Linked DNA regions of Mus musculus: regions 1 and 2 are each linked to region 3. The links are chromatin contacts, called in public Hi-C and HiChIP or PLAC-seq maps. All regions are on one chromosome and are shown on one strand. The core of a region is the stretch at or near the end of the contact, and the rest is flanking DNA. Distances in the headings are between cores, read along the strand shown.

Evidence for each region. A called contact is a pair of places that touch in the nucleus more often than the background predicts. HiChIP or PLAC-seq counts read pairs in DNA pulled down with a chosen protein or histone mark.
Region 1: a contact with region 3 is called in a Hi-C map of embryonic stem cells, with 9 times the contacts expected there. The contact joins the promoter of Pantr1 here to the promoter of Tfap2d in region 3. A contact is called at or near these places in 2 of 39 promoter capture datasets (cranial neural crest and embryonic stem cells) and 5 of 484 Hi-C or Micro-C datasets (embryonic stem cells and epiblasts).
Region 2: an H3K27ac HiChIP or PLAC-seq map of embryonic stem cells shows a contact between it and region 3, with 16 times the contacts expected there. The contact joins the promoter of Pantr2 here to the promoter of Tfap2d in region 3. A contact is called at or near these places in 1 of 484 Hi-C or Micro-C datasets (epiblasts) and 1 of 115 datasets of contacts at active chromatin or transcription factors (embryonic stem cells).

Annotation. Positions count from the first base shown.
Region 1 is chr1:42,693,395-42,696,094 of GRCm38.p6, reverse strand. Pantr1 (POU domain, class 3, transcription factor 3 adjacent noncoding transcript 1) reads left to right here and starts at 1,270. Exons shown (of 4, transcript NR_027826.2): 1 at 1,270-1,348. Pou3f3 (POU domain, class 3, transcription factor 3) reads right to left here and starts at 327. Exons shown (of 1, transcript NM_008900.3): 1 at 1-327. The region is part of intron 1 of Gm46091 (predicted gene, 46091); the gene reads right to left.
Region 2 is chr1:42,712,112-42,714,811 of GRCm38.p6, reverse strand. It overlaps Pantr2 (POU domain, class 3, transcription factor 3 adjacent noncoding transcript 2), which reads left to right and starts at 1,358. Exons shown (of 4, transcript NR_110495.1): 1 at 1,358-1,457; 2 at 2,507-2,609. The region is part of intron 1 of Gm46091 (predicted gene, 46091); the gene reads right to left.
Region 3 is chr1:19,101,746-19,104,445 of GRCm38.p6, reverse strand. It overlaps Tfap2d (transcription factor AP-2, delta), which reads right to left and starts at 1,424. Exons shown (of 8, transcript NM_153154.3): 1 at 1,152-1,424; 2 at 1-82. The coding sequence starts at 1,190. All of the region lies in intron 1 of Gm15825 (predicted gene 15825), which reads left to right.

The DNA of each region.
Region 1 (2,700 bases), core at 21-2,520, about 24 Mb before region 3:
TGTCTGGAGAAGGAGGAGGAAGAAGAGTGCATTGGTGGAGGTGGAGATGTGTGTGTGCATACAGGGAATCCTTGATACACAACCAACTCCTGTGGGCACGTTGTACCGCTCCTAGAGTACCCGACGGCGGGCGCGGGAGCAGGCGTGCCGGGGCAGAGTTGCAGCCGGAGCTAGCTCTGCGCCCGGATTCTCTCTCTTTCTCTCTGTCTCACTTTCCCTCTCTCTCTCACTCTCTCTCTCCCTCTCTCCTTCTCTCGAGCGCCCGCTCCCGCTAGGATCTGACAGTTCGCTCTCCGTCCCTCCCTCTCAGAGCAGGGACTGTCGAATGTTTACCCTCCGCCGCAAGCGCGCACCCACCACCACACTTTCCCAAATACAAGGAAGTCGAGCACCAGGGCCCCTGCTGATTGGCTACCCGCTGGGTGATTGGCAAGCCTGGAATGACTGGCTTAGGACGCCTGGCCCCCCTTCCGGCCGTTCCGATTGGTTGCTTTTTAATTTAGGCAGAGCGTCGTAGAAGCTGGAAATCTGTTGTCCCCCCCCCCCCGCCCCATCCTCCCTCCTCCGCGCCACTTTCCCCTCCACGCCCCTCCCCCTCCGCCCCCTTCGTCGTCCCCCCCCCTCGCTCCACCCCTCCGCCACATCTTAACTCTTAGTGTCCAGCCCAAACGTCTGCGTTCCCTTGGCGGCTCCCTGTGTTCGCGATTGGTCTGGGGGGGTTGGGAGAGAAATGGAAGAGAAAAGGAGGGGGCGGGTAGAAGGGGGACCAGGAGGAAAATGAAGAGGGGAAAAAAATCTTGAAAAATAGCAGTCTACCCATTCTACCTAGACTGCGTTGTGTCGCACCCCCACCCCACGCGAGAGATTTGTAAAGCGCGCGCCGCGGATGTACGTTCAAGCTAATACCTATAGACAGATGTGTCCCCACTGGTTTCAAAGTTTCCTCTTCCCTTCACGCGCGGGCCCCCATCTCTGTCCTGCAGGAGGTGGGAAAGGAAGGCTTGCCTCGCGCAGAGCTCCTGTGGCCAAGCTTCTTGGAAATCCGCCACTGCAACTTTGTGCAGCCGCGGCGCGCCGGCGGCGACCCTCTTTGTTTAAGTTCTCGGATGCCATCATCTGGGAAACCTGCAGCCCTGTACCAGCGCGGGGCCCGCGCGTGCGAGTCCGACCGCTTGCTGCGGCTGCTCGCTCTCCAACCCCCCCTCCCTCCTTTCCTCCCTCCCACCCACCCTCCTCTGGGATTCTTGCAAGTATCGTGCGTGCCCTTGTGAGTTTGGAGGGTGCCGGTCAACGAAGCCACGCGAGGTATTTGAAAGGCAATCAGCCCGACCGTCCCCCTAGATTCATCGTAAGTGTATTCGATCCCAATGCCTTTAGAATGCAGTGTCTGCCTCAGCTCGCCTAGAGGGCCTAGGGCTGCTAGCTGCTCACCCGCCCCCCACCCCGGTCCCCTTTACCGCTGACTCGTGTGTGTGTGTGTGTGTGTGTGTGTGTGTGTGCGTGCGTGTGTGCGCGCGTGTGAGTGTGTTCATTGGTGGGGTTTTCACTCGCTTGCTATTCTTGGGCATGGGGACGCTTTATTTTCCTCTTTCTTTGGGTCTCAGGTTTTGCGAGGTGGCTGTGACCGCTGTCGACAAGTGCTTTCTCAGCCGCAACCCAGCTGAAAGAGTTAAGGGGCCCGGGAGGAGGAGTGCGCCCGGTAGGCGGGAGAAGAGGGGGTGGTGTGGTGTGTGTGTGTTGGGGGGGGGGGGGACGACGCGGCCAAGCGGAAACGCCGCACAGAGGAACCTCAGCGAACCAAGAAAAAAGAGAAAGTGGCAACGAAAACAAGGACAAATTAAATCCTCCTTGGGGATTTCCAATGAACTAACCCAATTCGGACATTCAATAAATACACGACTCTTAATGAGTGTGCGTGTGCTTGCACCCCGCACCCTCAGCTGCAGGGCACCGGACCGCAATCTGCAGTTTCTAGTCCAAGCAGCAGCCGAGAACGTAACCCGGCGGTCGGTGTGCTCCGAATATAAAGAACTGGCCTGCCTTCTCCCCGATGCATAATTTCTCTAGAGGGCTCACTTCTGTGAACTCAGTTACAGAGGGAGCTCTCCAGCTCAGCAGCAGCCTCGCAGCCTCTGCGTGATCTCGAGATTAACCGTAGACGCGGGGCATTTATGTAGGATCGGGTCCAGCTCCTGCTTGCCGGGGTGAAAAGATACCATCGTAGAAACAGATCTAAAAGGCAGCAGTAACCAAAGCCCCAAAACAGAACGGATTCCCCCCTCCATTCCAAAAGGTTCCTTTTTATATTTATATATGCGTATATGTATATATAAAAGATGGAACACAGATTTCATTGAATAAATCTGAGATCTCCAGGTGCAGACGTTTGAATAGTCGGTGCCAGCACCCCGTGTTTTCCTTTCCTGCCGATTTTGCTTGGATCCGGCTCAAAAACCGAAAGAGTCTCGTGGTTTTGTTTACACTGAATGGGGAGGATAGGAACAGAGCCATGGGGCCGCCTTTCATTAATATACAGTGAGGATTTTGTCTAAATTACTGCTATGAGTTTCACAGTACACGCTTTCAAAAGCCGTCTCAGGTGGCCTGATGAAACGGGATAGCGCCTCAGCAAACAGATCCACTTTCTTTCTTTGCAAGGAGGGTGTGCACGTTCGGGAAGCCCCCCAAACGCTGTGCTCC
Region 2 (2,700 bases), core at 109-2,608, about 24 Mb before region 3:
TTGGGGAAAGGACTCTCCGGAGCCCAGCCTGGGCACCTCACAGGTCCTAACCTCCACCCACTTTCAACTTTTTGCTGTTCCCGTTAGATGGCGCTCAAGACTTTCTAACCATTTGTGAAAGTGCTCCTGGTCCGGAACAAAAAGAGCCTTATCGAGAGAGAGAGTGTGGAGTGGGCGTGAGCGGGGGGGGGGGGGGGGGGGCTGGGGGGGGGGATGTGGGGGTGAAAGCACACCAGGGCGCGGGCGTCGCCTGGCACCAGGAGGAGCGGTCACGGGTCAGCTGGCCCCGGGCGGGGGTGCATCCCAGGCAGGGCCTCCTCCGCAGCGGGCCCAGAACTTTCTCTGCTTCCTCTTCCTTTCCCATTCCGCTTTTCTCCTGGTCCCTGCTGAGCAGTTGGCAGATGGGTTTCGGCCTCCGGAAGGCCGAGGACTGCACATCTATGCAGGCCCTCCGTGCTCTGGAAGAAAGAGGCCTGGAATTGAGCAGTGGCGCTGGGGTTCAGACCAATTCTCCCCACGAGTACCCCCACAAGGGTTCTGAGTTCTCAAGCTCCAGCTCTGCACATCAGCCATGGGACAGGTGCAGGTTTTGTTTTAGGCTCTCAAAGTGATGTTTCTAAGTTCCCCGAGTGCATGTTTCAAGCAATACAGAGCAAACTTTCTGGTCCCCGGGCGGATGACGCCTGAATGAAGTCAAACCACCGTCCTTTTAAAACTATAAAATGAAAGAAACTAATGAAAGGCCCTGGAAACCCTGAAGCATTAGATGTGACCACTTATTTTTAAATAATTATGCGACGAGTGATCGGGGCTTCCAAAGCTTTCCAAATATCTCTTCTTTCGCAGTCTCTAGGAAGTGTCTTGACTGTAGGCGAGCGGGTACTCTGATCTTTCCCTTCCCTTCCCTTCCCTGTTCGCCCAAGTGTTCAGGAGCTGTGTGCCCGGTTACCCCTAGGACCGGAGGGAGCAGACACCTTCCTTTGTGAGTCCCCCTGGCTGGGAACTTTCCCGCGCGGCGGGTTCCCCTTTAAGAAAGTAGCGATTGCTATGAATATTTAATGCGGAGCTGGAGCCCGTCGGGCCGAGGGGAGACCCGGCCCGCGCTCTGCGGCCGGGGCGTAGCTCTAGCTCATCCCCCACCAGTTCAGCCACGGTAGGATGAGGAGGATGAGGGTTTGCGGGAGGAAAAGCTTTGGAGAGATGGGGTGCGGGACTATGGAACCCGCTTGAGTCCAGTAGGCCAGCGCGGGTCATTTCCATAAGAAAGCCGCAACCCAGCTGGAGGCTGCGGTTCTTCATGGCCTCCCTGCCCCCACCATCATTGGCAGCGTGTCGCGGGCTTCTCTGCAGCCTAGATCTAGGCGACTGGTGTGGATTGGTGTTGATGAGATGTGGCTTCCAGCGTTGCCCGACTCAGACCTGTTTCCAGTCTGGATGGAGCGGACCGACTGTGTGGGGTGAGTCCAGGGTGCGGCGGAGCCAGTAAGAGTTGAGGAGAGCGCGGGGAAGCTAGTCCGTAGTGGGCACCTCGGATTAGGAAGTCCTGAGAAGTACTCTGAAGCGGGGTGTGAAGAGAGAGTACTGGGAGAAGGCCTAGGAAGCTAAGCCGTCCTTGCTGCCCCTCTCAAATCCCCGGAGCTTTCGCTTTCAGTGGGTGACCCTCTTCCAGCGAAGGGATGGAAAGTGAACTTGGTCGGGCATTTGATCTAGCTAGCAAAGCGGTTCTTTTCTGTGTACATTGAGTACATTGAGTTTCTTCTCTGCTTTCAAGAGCCCACGCACGATGGCCACGCATCTTCAGGTCTATCAAACACACACACACACACACACACACACACACACACACACACACACACACATACACACACACATCTAGAGAAATTAAAACCTAGATCTATAGTGTTCAAAAAAAAAAAAAAAGCAAAGCAGAGGAGATAATGTGTGAGACAGCCGTCTTCACTTTGCCTTCTATTGGGAAAAGTTGCCTGAGAAGGAATAACTTCCCTTTTATGGATTCTGAACCACCTGTACTTTGCTACAAAGCTTAGTTGGGTCACAAATAAAACACCAGTTACATCGAGCAATGAAACCAATTACAACTATTAACAACTTTATTACTTATGATTAGACTTGAGAACTTTAAACTCAGACAATATGATCGAGTTATTTTTCAAACCAGCTAAGATTTTTACACCATCCCTCCCCACTCCACTTCCTACCCCTGTCCCCAAGAAGTAAGAAGAGTAGAAATGATATTTCAGGGAGTTTGTATGTATCCGTGGTCAATATTATATTTGTTTCTTTTAGTAAAGTTTGTTGCTTCTTGTACCTAATGGTACCTTGATTCCTGATTCTGTCGAGTTATGGAGAGCATAATTGAAGATGGCTGGTTACAACCGACTTGGTTTGGATGTGGAATTGGGGCAAGCACTCTCTCCCAGTACTCTAGTAATGCTGAAAACCCAAATCTATTTAAAAGGACAAGTTGTTTTAACTTCTACCACAGATGGGGTGAGAGGAACAAGTGAAACTCAACAGCTAAGGAGAAAATGAAGAACTAGTGCTACGTTTTCCACGTTCTTTTTGCTCCGGGGTTGACATGGCATTTGGTGAGTCTTTCCTGAGACTGTGGCTGTCTGGAGAGGGGAAAGTATCAGAGAAGTTTTACCAGTCTTAAGGCTACCTCCAGGAGGCTGTCCA
Region 3 (2,700 bases), core at 175-2,674:
AATAGGCAACCGTGGAATTGGCTACGGACTCCAGACAGCCAAGCTGCATCAAACGGTAGCTGTTTGATCCGTCGTGACGTATCTGGAAGGAAGAGGGGGAAAGGGGAGAGCAGAAAAACTTGAGGTTTGTCATTTTGCAACCAAGGCGCCACTCTCCCAGAGTCGGGAGCTTTCCCTGTCTCTCCCTAGGAGGAGAGAGCGCGCTGGGCTTCCGGAGAGCAGCCGGACTCAGTGAGTGCCTTCACCAAGCAGACTTCGCTAACAGTTGAACTGGGGGTGGGCGGCCTCGTCTTCACAGTGGAGAGAGCGGGGTGGGGTGGGGGGAATCCCCCACCCTATATAGGTGCGGGCGACATTACACATGCACACACAGTCAGACAGACAGACGGACAGACACACACACACACTCAAATACACTCACACCCTTCAATTCTCAACTTGTGCCTGGAGCTAGGCGTTGGGAGTCAGGTTTGCAGGTGACTGGGGGCTTAGGGGAGCAAGAGAGTCCACATGCAGAAAACGCTAGGATGCACATCGCTACTCCAGCCAGACCCTAGCACCGAAATGCCTCCTGGCCATGCGGAGGTGTTCAGCCTGAGCTGCTAAAAAAAAAATAAATAAATAAAAGGATCACCGTCCACAAATATAAAGGTATATATACATGTACATTAAAAATCCCAGTCCGTGCAAATTGTTCAACTTGCTCGCCCCCATAGCCACTTGTGTGCCATTTCTTGAATAAACCCCTTCTGAAAGGGATGCGCTGCGTTCTTCCCCCCCACCCCCCAACCCCCACGTCCACCTACTGTCCCTCATCAGTCCCCTTTCTTTGCTTTTCGGAGAATCCTTTCTGTGTCTCTAGCTTTCTCCTCGTCCCCACTTATTGTTAGGATTATGCTTCTCCCTCATTACTGCAAATGGTGCTTAACTTGGAGGAGAGTTGCCCTCCCTGCGACAGATGTCATAACGAACTTTCTCCCGTTCCCTTCCGTAACTTCTCCCGAAAGCCAGATTATAATTAAACGTAACGGTCCAATATAGATTAGAGGCAGGGGAAGCTGCCACCACCACCGCCACCACCACCGCCGCCGCCACACACTCACACACTCACGCGCGCGCGCTCACACACACACACAAAAAAGTAATAATACCTCCGCATCGTGGACTAGTCCGGGAAAGGTAGTTGACATGATGGGTTTCTCCAAAAGCTTACGATGCAATTTCCCCCTCCAAAAAAAGAATCAGGAAAAAAAAATCCAAAACTTCTTGTATTTTCCAATTTTTTTTAAAGGAAGAAAAAAAATGTTCCGTAGATAGAGATCTAAACTGTAATGGTTTTGCCCGGATCAGATAGCTCCTTGCCTCGTACCCACTTAAAAAACCTGTAGGAACAAAATTTTCCCTCTGCACAAAAGCAGCTCCCTGGAACAGATTTTGTACTTGCTGAGAATTTCTTTGGCTGATGTCGTAGGTCCCTTGGTAATATAGAAGTTTTGAAAATTAAGCATCAGCAGTGAGAACGGGGAGGACAATAGGCAGAAGAGATTTATCCCATGAGACAAGGAATAAATATTGTATCTTCGCCTAATAAGGAACTGGGGGTTCTTTCAACATTTTTTATCCATTTTCCACAACCTTTATCATGCTTTTCTATACCGACTGAGGTGAGGACGCATCTCTGCAGAGAGCATTTACACATTTTTATTGCGAAGATAGAAATCTATCCCCAATACATGCAGCTTACAGACAGAAACATATATTAATTAAACCTTTCTTTTACATGACTGGGCATTTGTTCCTATTGGTTCCACTCCCTGGATGTTGAAAGCTGATCTTTTTTTCCAACAGGCATTGCAATCAGTCTTGCCCAGTTGGGATGTCTGCCTTCTTCCAAGTGAAAACAATACCCCTTTTCTCATATTTACATTGAATTTCTGTTCTTCGTCCTTGAAAGGCAACACCAGGTGGTGGCTAACATTTTTTTAAGCAGTTTTTAAGATAGATAATCATGATGGACAGTCCTAAGTTTCTGTTACAAAGAAGTAGGACAACTGGAAAAATGTATGAGAATAAAGATGTGTGAGGATATTGCACACTTAAGTAAATGTCTTTCACTCCCCAACCCAGCCTGTTTTCCCCCCTTTACTATTTTTCTTTTCCCTTTTCTTTTAAACAGTGTGATTTTTGTTTGTTTGTTTGTTTGGTTTTTTTATTTGTTCTCCTCTCTGTGTCCCTCTCTGTATCTGTCTGTCTGTCTGCCTGTCTCTCCTTATTTCTATTTTGGAAGGTGGGAGTGTGGACCATTCAACAACAGGAAGCAGTTATATTACCCCTAAAGGACCCCCAAATACTTGCATTACATTTACAAAGAGGGTGCTGGAAAGGGACAGGGAACAACAGCGCACACTGACACACACACACACACACACACACACACCTATTTCCATTTCTTCTAGGTTTCTCAACTTTCAAACAGTTTTAGAGTTATACTTCATCCAAAATTTAGGCTGATCCACTGAGTTATCTAGTGTCTTGAAGGTCTCTCTCTCTCTCTCTCTCTCTCTCTCTCTCTCTCTCTCTCTCTCTCTCTGTGTGTGTGTGTGTGTGTGTGTGTGTGTGTGATAGCAACAAGCTCAAGATATAGAGGCTATGCTAGGTTTTATCAGCAAACTTGCCTACTCAAGGGGGAAAAAAATAAAA